3 separate regions of the Cricetulus griseus genome follow, and all the other regions are linked to region 1. A link is a contact called in public Hi-C data. All regions are on one chromosome and are shown on one strand. The core of a region is the stretch at or near the end of the contact, and the rest is flanking DNA. Distances in the headings are between cores, read along the strand shown. Region 1 holds the start of Smurf1 (E3 ubiquitin-protein ligase SMURF1). Region 2 overlaps Smurf1 (E3 ubiquitin-protein ligase SMURF1). Region 3 has its middle 20 kb from the start of Arpc1a.

The links. A called contact is a pair of places that touch in the nucleus more often than the background predicts.
Region 2: a contact with region 1 is called in a Hi-C map of fibroblasts, with 2.8 times the contacts expected there. The contact joins the enhancer-like site here to the promoter of Smurf1 in region 1. A contact is called at or near these places in 4 of 8 Hi-C or Micro-C datasets (the CHO-K1 cell line, fibroblasts and liver).
Region 3: a Hi-C map of the CHO-K1 cell line shows a contact between it and region 1, with 4 times the contacts expected there. The contact joins the enhancer-like site here to the promoter of Smurf1 in region 1. A contact is called at or near these places in 4 of 8 Hi-C or Micro-C datasets (the CHK-Q cell line, the CHO-K1 cell line and fibroblasts).

What each region holds. Positions count from the first base shown.
Region 1 is chr4:81,374,188-81,377,666 of CriGri-PICRH-1.0, forward strand. Smurf1 (E3 ubiquitin-protein ligase SMURF1) reads right to left here and starts at 1,938. Exons shown (of 17, transcript XM_027413618.2): 1 at 1,619-1,938. The coding sequence starts at 1,673.
Region 2 is chr4:81,306,083-81,309,166 of CriGri-PICRH-1.0, forward strand. It overlaps Smurf1 (E3 ubiquitin-protein ligase SMURF1), which reads right to left. Exons shown (of 17, transcript XM_027413618.2): 4 at 2,355-2,488; 5 at 849-924. Among named protein-coding and RNA genes, the nearest start is that of Smurf1, 68 kb to the right of the region's middle. Within about 2 kb of position 1,564, at least 2 of the 6 cell types and tissues checked have open chromatin away from gene starts, as enhancers often do. A contact at or near this core is called in the CHO-K1 cell line and fibroblasts, where this site is marked.
Region 3 is chr4:81,447,153-81,450,237 of CriGri-PICRH-1.0, forward strand. No RefSeq gene overlaps it. Among named protein-coding and RNA genes, the nearest start is that of Arpc1a, 20 kb to the right of the region's middle. Within about 2 kb of position 1,274, at least 4 of the 6 cell types and tissues checked have open chromatin away from gene starts, as enhancers often do. A contact at or near this core is called in the CHO-K1 cell line and fibroblasts, where this site is marked.

The DNA.
Region 1 (3,479 bases), core at 688-3,187:
AAGGAACCTGTGCTGGAGCAGCTGCCACAGCTCAGCTTGTGTGGGAGTGGGGGATCGCGCCACAACAGGGACTCAAGCATGTGGCACTGAGGGGGATGTTGGCGAAGGCACTGCAGAGGAGGTAGGAACCGAAGACCGGGACTCTGCAGTGCTAAGTGGCCAGGCCTCAGGGAGAACGGAAGTGGACTAGACTGGAGAGGTCTGGACCATTGAAGAGGTGGGGGGGAGTGAGAACAAGTCTGGGAGACAGACGTTTGGTCCCAGACAGGCTTGAGGAATTTGCGACTCAAGGGTGGAGGCTGTAAGACAGAAGCGAGGGGGCGGGACTGAAAGATAATCGAGGGCGGGATCAGACAGAAACAAGGGGAGGGGCTTGGGCAGCGGAGGGGGCGGGGCCAAGAGGGGGGAAGGCCCCTAGAAAGATGGAGATGGGGAGGGAGTGAGGAGGTAGGAGAGCAAAGAGAGGATCAAAGCAGGCCAGTGGGGGGGGGGGGGGCGATTCTCGGGATACCAGGAGGGAGAAGTGAGAAGGTCAGAGAACACAGTGGTGAAGGAAGAAAGGAGGCGAAGAGATGAGAAGCTACAAGGGAAAAAGACAGCAGACAGGTGGGAGGGTAGTAAGGTGTGGGACTAGAGAGGGATAGCAGGTAGGAGGATGGTGAGTGAAGAAATGGATGATGAAAATCTGAGGTGAGGGTGGGAAGAGCAAAAGGTGCAGCGAGGGGGCGGGACCTACATGAAGTTGAAAGTGGGTGTGGAGCTGAGGGAGCCAGGCACAAGGCCTGGAGAAGAGCAGGGAGGGGCAGATGTGGGACAGAGGGTGCCTGGGGCAGGATATAGAGAGGGTCACAAGAGAGCCGGTGGGGGACCCCGAGGGGCGGGACCTCTATGCAGCTGAGGGTAGGGGTAGGGCAGAAAGGAGAGCTAGGGGATGGTCCTGGAGAGGGGAGCTAGGGGGCGGGACCTGAAGCAGAGGGGTAAGGTTAGGGGCAGAGGGAGGCAGTTAGGGGGCGGGGCCCATATGCAAATGACGGTAGGTGTGGGCAGAGTGTGAACGGTGAGGGGAGGACCTGATAAAGAGGGAGGAGCCGGAGGCAGTACCTACCGAGGATCAGCGGGGGTTGGGGGTGGAGCCCGACAGAAGGATGAACAGCAAGTAGGGCTTGAAGCAGAAAAAACCAACTGCAGAGAAATTAGCAGGCGGGGAATAATGCAGAGGGAGGAGCCAGAGGGCGGGGCACCAAGGCTACAAAGTAAAGAGGTGGAGCCTGTGGGGGGAGGGGGCGGGAGTCTGCAGAACAGTCGAGGGCTGAACCTGGTTACGAAAGGGGGAGGATCTGCGGATCAATAGGGGCGGGGCTAGATGCAAGAGGGCGGGGCTGCCGCAGCGGGCGGGGCCTGATGGCCGGGGGTGGGGCCTGATGCAGAGGGAGGGTACTGGGCGGCGGGGGCGGCGCCTGCAGAGCAGCCGGGGGGGCGGGGCCGGGAAAGGGAGCGAGGGGCGCACGCCGTGGGGGGTGCGGCGGTCCCGGGACAACGGCCGGTGCGGCGGGGTGGGAGTCCTCGAGGTCCCTGGGACCGCCTGGGGGCGCGAGGGCCGCGGCCCTGTAGTGCCTACCTGTCAGACGGATCTTGATGCTAGAGCCGTTCCTACGCGTCCCGGGGTTCGACATCTCCCGCCAGCGGCCGGCCGGCCTTGGATCCAGCGCCGCCGCCCCCAGCCGGCCCGGCCCGGCCCCGCCGCCGCCTCAAGGTTACGGCCACGGGCTGGGGTGCCGGGGTCCGAGCCGGGACGCCGAGTGAGCGGCGCAGGCGTCGGACGGGAGCCGCGGGCTGGAGCCGCAGGACGGAGCGCTCGGCTGCGCCGCCGCCCGGAGCCGCCCCTGGCCGCCAGCCCGGAGCCGCCGCGCTCGCAGCCGGACGCCCGCCGCCCTCGCTGCTTCCGCCGCCGCCTCCCGAGCTGCGCGCGCCCGTCGCCGTGCCGGCCCGGCCCTGCGCGGCCCCGCGCTTGCGTGCGTGCATGCGTGCGCGCGCCCGAGGAGCACGGCGCTACGCCGACAGCGTTCGTCCTGGGCGCGCACGCGAAGGTTCAGGGAGCTACTAGGTTTCTGCAGCCCGTGGAGATTCTTGAAACAGACATCCCGCTCGCGGAGCACTTCTTAGCCACAATCTCGGAACGAACTGATTTGCTTGTGCAACGATTTGGGAAATCGAATTATTTTTCTAGAGTCGGACTTTTTCCTGATGGAAGCCAGAGGATTGTGTGAAACCCCAAGCACCTTGCGCGCGTGCGCCCACGGGCACGCGATATCATTTTTGAGAAAATAACGTTTAGATCCTGCAAGTTCCAAGAGAGGACTTTCCACAATGATCGGGTGTGCCCTGTGCAACTGGTGTATTCGATTGACAAAGTGGCTAGACCCTCAGGAAGTGAGGCATATGGACCAGCTAAACTAGATGAGTGATGTAAACTGGAGAGGTGTGTGGTTTTGTGGTTAGGGACCTGCATGCAATTAAACTAACCTAGGAAGGTAAGCAGTGGGATTTGCGATTCCCTGCCTTCGGGTGAAACACACACACCCCGCGCGCGTGTGCGCCCCTAGAGAGGCAGGCAGGTAAAAAAGTAAAAGCTGTGTTTTCCCCAGCAAGCAAACCCATCTCTATGGTAACACATTCTAGAGAGGAAATAAAACGTTCTTGAAAAGGCTGGGTATGTTTACCTAACTCACATCTGATATGAACCTAATTCTTTTCATAGACAGAGTTTATGTGGCTTCCTTAGCCCTGTTACCCACAGCACTTAGCCACCCTCTTTGGAGACAGAGGCTCATTTTTAGACCAAGCTGGCCTCGAACTTGTGATCCTCCTGCCTCAGCTTCCTGATTACCAGCCTGTACCACAACCCACCTGGCCTTACCCTAGTGGTTTGTTTTGTTTCTATGACCCTGTGCAGCCCAGAGTTTCAAATAGCTGTAGTGAATTGTCTAAGAAAAGGAACAGTATATGAGCAACAGTTAATCCAGACGCTAGCTCTGTCTCATTTTCTAGGCAGCTGTCATTGAGATTGAGACCCTAGGTCAGAATAAATCCATTTAAGAGTCTTTGATGAGGGTTGGTATGATAGCTCCATTGATAAAGTGTTTGTTGTGCAAGCATGAAAAACTGAGTCTTGTGGGGGTTTTAGATATTTTTTAATCTACATATGAGTGTTTTGCATGTGTGTTTATATGTACATCAGAGGGTGCTGGATCTGAAACGAGTGGTTGTGAACTACCATGTGAGGGTACTGGGAACTGAACTCAGGTCCTCTGGAAGAGCAACAAATACTCTTTTGTGTACATAATTTATTTAATTTTATTTTAGTGCATTAGTGTGAAGACTGTGTAATGGTGTCAAAGCCCCTGGAACAGTAGTCACAGACACTTGTGAGCTGCCATGTGGGTTCTGGGAATTGAATTCTGGGTCTTCTGGAACACCAG
Region 2 (3,084 bases), core at 314-2,813, 68 kb before region 1:
CTACCCGAACCCAGCACCAGTTACAGTGGGTGATAGCAGGCTGCTCCCAGTCCTCTCCACCAGTGGACTATTGTCAGTCCAATCCCTACATTTTACCATTCTATCTGTTCATGTTTTGGCATGGACTACTTTTTTAAAGGCAATGACTTTACCATTATTGCAGCTGAACAAAGTAACATTCATTTTGAAGAAAAAAAATCAAACACAAGCCAATGTTCCAATTTCTGTCTTATAAAATCATGATTGAAACAAAGTCTAAGGCCTGGAGTGATGCTCAGAGGGTAGAGTACATACTGTGCAAGCATGAGGACCCAAGTTCAAAGCCCAGCTAGTGTATGCATGGAGGAAACAGTGCTCACTGGGGCTCACTGGTTGGGCAGCCTTGGCTAACTAGTGAGTCCCAAGCCAGTGAAAGACCTTTTTCAAAATCCTAGGTGGGGGCCAGAGAGATGGCTCGGCAGTTAAGAGCACTTCCAGAGGACCCAGGTTCAATTCCCAGAACCCACATGGCAGCTCACAACTGTCTGTAACTCCAGTTACAAGGGATCCAACATCCTCACGCAGACATACATTCAGGCAAAACACCAACACATACAAAGTAAATAAATAAATCTTAAAAAAACCCAAGGTGGGTGGCGCGCGCGCGTACACACACACACACACACACACACACACACACACACACACAGAGTCACATATTGTGGGGGGACCTAATCCCTGGGGTAGCTACACCTTCCTTCATAAACTAGTAGTCTGGAACAGTTTTACCCTCCACAGCAGTATAAGGTTCACAGGTTCTTTCCTATGGGGACAAAGAACATGGCTGGCATCACGGTAGGCATACGTACCCTTCATTTTCTAGCAGTCCCCTGCAGTCCACCACCGACCCTCCACTGCCTATTCTGTCTCGGGTCTGTAAACTGACTACAACAGAAAAGAAGAGCTTACATTAGAACCAAGGGTTGCTCTACACCCTGCCACACAGTGAGCCACTGACACCCTATAACATATATCCAAGTATCATAAAAAGAAAGTGAGTTTACACACACACACACACACACACACACACACACACACACACACACTGAGGCTTCAGTGTGAAGCATCTCGGGCCAACAGCTGCAAACCCCACACACTGTTTCAACAGTCCTTGAAAGCAGAGAGCAGAGAAGCTGCTGAGGCTCTCCTGCTCCCTGCCCCCCATACAGCTACCGAACACTGTGTAATCCCATTACACTAGCCTCCAATTTTAAGAAGACCTGGTTTATGTTTAGTGGAGGTACAAAGGACATCTTCAGTGCCCACAGTCATGTTCAGTATAAAGAAACATTCATGTCTGGCCTCACTGGCAAGGACAAGAAAGTGGTTTTACTCCTAAGTTTTCAATTGTGTGGTTTCCGCCCCTGACATCCCTCCACAGAGGAAAGAAGAGACTCCAGGTGGGAATGCATTGCATGTGAGTGTCATCGATAAGCCGTTGCCAGGGTGGATACGCTGCTCACTGTCTTGGGACCTGAGGCATCTGGAGTTGCAGAGTGACTCAGCCTGGCTGTTGCTCCACCCGAGTCCATGCAGTCAGTACACATGGCCAGCATGTGCTTTCCCCTAAGACACTGCCAAGAACAGGGTGGGCAAGGGGACAGGCAACTCGGAGGTCACTCCATCGGAATGCCTCTGGTCAACATGGTGAGCACATTTTAATCGTTCTCGCCACACAACGAAACCCTCTGGCTATAAATCACATTACTTGGATTTGTCATTGCTTTTGCCATATAAGATGGGGCTTCCCAGAAGCCATTTATTCCAGCTCCTGCATATGTGGCCATCCCAACTCAGCTCTTCAACGTGTGGTCTCAGCTCTTATCAACCCCCGGACAATACAAACGTCAACTGTCCATTCTTGTGGTTACTGGCATGACACTTATAAATCACACACTCCATCTCCACTGGAGTCACATGAACTCAGTTTCAATGACAAGATGAAGGGAACCAGAGAAAAGACAAGAGGAAAGGCTTGTTCTGGAGAGATGGCCCAGATGTGGTCTGCCCTAGAAGCCTGGCCCCATCAGTACCGGGAGCAGGACAGTGGGTTCCATCAAATCGCCCTTTATGCACATGAGAAAATTCTTACCCACTATTTGGCCACGAACCGCATCAGTATCTGAGGGATTTAGTTTGCATAGATCCAAACGCTGGTCTGCAAACAAACAATTCAAAACTTAACCCAGGAAAGGTTAACTAGGGAGGAAGGCAGGAATTCTGTATTCAGCATTCAAAGTAAATCAAAGAAAGAAAAAGATGCCTCCTAGCTTTCTCCAGCTGCACTGAGAGGCGGAAGAGCATTTGGTTCTTACAGCCAGTGTCTTTCAATCTGCTGATGGCATTGGAGAGCAGCCGCACGCAGCCGAGGAAGCCAGCCCCCTGCTTCTTGTGGATCTTCTTGTGGTTCCACACACTGATCGTTATAGAGTCGGTTTTCCCAACGTACCTGGGAGAGCACATAAATTCGCTCAGATACACTTCGGAACTATGACAGCCTCATTTACATGCATCTGGTGGACTTAGAATCCATGGAGTAAGAGTTGAGTGGCTGTGTCTCACTAGGCATGGGAAAAAGATTCCAACCAGATACACAAGCTGTGAGTGCTGGTAACCAAGTCACAATAAGCATTTTAAATTAGCATTTCCTTTATTCATTTGTTTATTGTACCTGAGATTGAACCAAGGCCTCCCATAGGCCAAAGCAAAGCACTCTACCACTGAGCCATGCCCTTGACCCTTGACCCACTGACAAGTGTTCTTCTTTAGCCATATGCCCAATCCCATCCCTCCCTGGTTTAAAAAAACAAAAACAACTTTTTATTTTGAGATGGAGTCTAATTTGCCCAGGCTACAGTTGTGAAACAATTTCCTTGGAAGTGAAATATTCTACACCAGAGGGAGACCTATTTAAACTCAGGAAATTCTAAAGGAATCTCAGTAAAACACAGGAAATAAGAAACTCACAAGTCAGGAAATCCTGAAATTTACCAGATTCACAAAGGCTCCCCTCCCCTCCCAGGATTACAAGGTATGGACTGCTGA
Region 3 (3,085 bases), core at 24-2,523, 72 kb after region 1:
CTCAGTGATAGAGTGAGCATTTGCCTAGAATGCCTCAGTGAGGGGCTATGGCTGCAGCTCAGGGGTAGAGCACCTGCCTAGAACCCCCCAGTGAGGATCTGGGGGTGTGGCTCAGTGGTAGAGCACCTGCCTAGAAACCCCCAGTGAGGGGCTGAGGGTGTGGCTCAGTGGTAGAGCACCTACCTAGAATCCCCCAGTGTGGGACTGGGGGTGTGGCTCAGTGGTAGAGCCCTTGCCTAGAATCTGCCAATGAGAGGCTGGAGACGTGGTTCACTGGTAGTGTGATTACCTAGAATCCTCTAGTGTGGGCTTGGGGATGTGGCTCAGCTTCACAGTGTGTGCCTAGGGTGCCCAAGACCCTGAGTTCTACCTCCAGAAACACAAAGCTCAAATCTTGTGTCAGAGAGTTAGCTTCCCGCCTTCAAGGCTGGCCATAGCTTCTGCAATTTGAGGGTTACTGGGAAAACCTTCCATAGTACAGCCAACAAAGAACTATTGCAAGAAGGAAGATTGCCAAAGGGCTGGGCTACCTCAGGGCAGTCACCTCCTTTAAAGGATCCACGCTGCAGAGAAGGGATCATCCATCCATCAGAGAGGTTAACAGAAGGCAGAAGTTAACTGTCTTCTGAACACAGACCCTGTGGTTCTTTCTAGCACCAAGATTCTGTAGCAAACCAAGAGTGTCTGTATGCTTCCTGTGTCCATGGAGGCCAGAAGAGGATGCCAGATTCTCTAGAGCTGGAGTTATAGGCAGTTGTGAGCCACCCAACATGGGTACTGGGAGTTGAACTCAGGTCCTCTGGAAAAGCAGCAAGTACTCTTAACCCCTGAGCCATTTCCCTAGTCCCTGTTTAACAATTTTAAGAAGCCAGGGGCAGAGGATAGTTCAGGGGTTAAGAGTGTTTGCTGCTTTTCCAGGGGAAAGTACTTGCCTTATAAGCACAGGGATCTATGTTCAGTCCCCAGAAAAGTGGGGGGCTGGGTGTACATTTGTAAGCCCAGTGTTGGGGGTGTGGAGACAGGAGGAACCTTGGGGCTCACTGGCCAGCTAACCTAGCCAAAGCAGTGAGTTCCAGGCCAGTGAGAGATCCTGTCTTAAGATAAAGTGCACCGTGCCTGAGAAACAGCACACGAGGTTGTTGTCTGGTTACCATATGCATGAGGGCACACACAAAAAACCCACTCACAGTCAAGGCCCTGGACCTGGCCAAGTCTGACAGCACATATGGGCAGGGCCTGTTTGATGAAATCTGGGTAATCCCAGCTCACTCACCCATCGAGTCTAAGCCTTGAGCTGGCAGATGAATCCAGGCTGACTCAGAGTGGCCTCCTGACCTTGACTCATTGGGCCTGGGCCACCCTGCAACTTTCCTGGGAAAGGAAAAAGTCCCGCTGGGATTTTAAGGGCCACACAGGCTGGTGGCACAAGGTGTCCATCTACAGCTGCTTAACAGAACTGCACCTCCTTGTGACAGAGGGTGACCTAGGAGGAGTGCTTGACTTGGCAGACAATCTGCACATGCATGAGTGCATACCCTCAGATACATGCTTGCACACATCACGCAACCCATTGTGGTCAGCACTCATGAACCCACTTAAAACCCACAATTGAGCTTTCTGGTACATTGACACATATCTATAACCACAGCAAAAGGGAAGTGGATGGGGGAGGATTGCCTCAACTACATAACCAGCTCAAGGCTAGCCTGGGCTTCTGTAACCCTACTTCAACCAACCAACAACCCATAACTTACACTCTATTCCTCACCCCAGATCTGAAGTTTTGAATTAACCAGATCCAGGCAGACTTCAAACTTCTGATCCTCCTTCCTCAGCCTTACAAGTACCCAAGTGCTGCACACACACATACATACATACTATATACATACATACATACATACAATATACATACATACATACATACATACACACATACATACATACTATATACATACATACATACTATATACATACATACATGCATGCATACGTGTCCCCAGCTAGTTTCTAGCTCTTTCTAATACCTGTGGAAAGTGGGCTTTGTTTTCTTGGAGATGAGCTGCCCTATGGTGATACATTGTTTATGGTTTATTAAAGCCACTGGAGATCAAAATAGCAAAGCAGCCACACTAGTTAGCTATAGAAGCCAGGCAGTGGTGGTACACACCTTTAATCCCAGGACTCAGGATTAAGAGGCACATGAATCTCTTAGTTCAAGGCCACACTGACCACACAAAATTGATCCAGTCCTAAAAAAAACAGCTCACACAAAGGTGATCTCAGCACCTGGGATCACATGCCTTTAATCTCAGCATTAGGAAGTTATACAAGACAGGAGCAAGGCCTCGGAGCTAGCAGTCAGTCTCAGGAGTCTCTAGCCATGTTGAGGAGAACACAACAGTCTGAGTGAATCTGAGGAGCAATGAAGTTGGGAGCAGTCTTAGGATCACCCCTTTGGTCTGAGCTGAGGGAGAGTGAGAGCTAGTGGCCAGCTGTGTTGCTTTTCTGATCTTCAGCTTGAAGCTTGAACTCCAAAATCTGTCTCTGGGTCATTTATTTATTTATTTATTTATTTATTTATTTATTTATTTATTTGTGTTAGACTGCCCCGTGCATATGCCATGAGTTAAAGCCTGAGGTTGCTTCTCTGTCTCCCTCTCTCTTTTTGTTTGTTTTGTTTTGTTTTGTTTTTCAAGACAGGGTTTCTCTGTGTAGCTTTGGAGGCTGTCCTGGAACTCACTCTGTAGATCAGGCTGACCTCGAACTCATAAAGATCTGCCTGCCTCTGCTTCCTGAGCGCTGGGATTAAAGGCCTTCGCCGCCACCACTCAACAATGATGGCTATTCTTGGTTGTCAACTTGACTACATCTATAATGAACTACAGAAATGGAGGGCACACCTGTGAGAAATTATTTTTGCTAGGTTTGAAGTGGGTGAATCCACTTCTTGTCCAGATCCTTGAAGTAGGAAGACACACACCTTTGATCTGGATCTTGAGGAGGGAAGATGCACCTTTAATCTGGGCCTTACCTTCTGCTGGAAGACAATATATAAGGATGTGGAAGAAGGAAGCTTTTGCTCTTT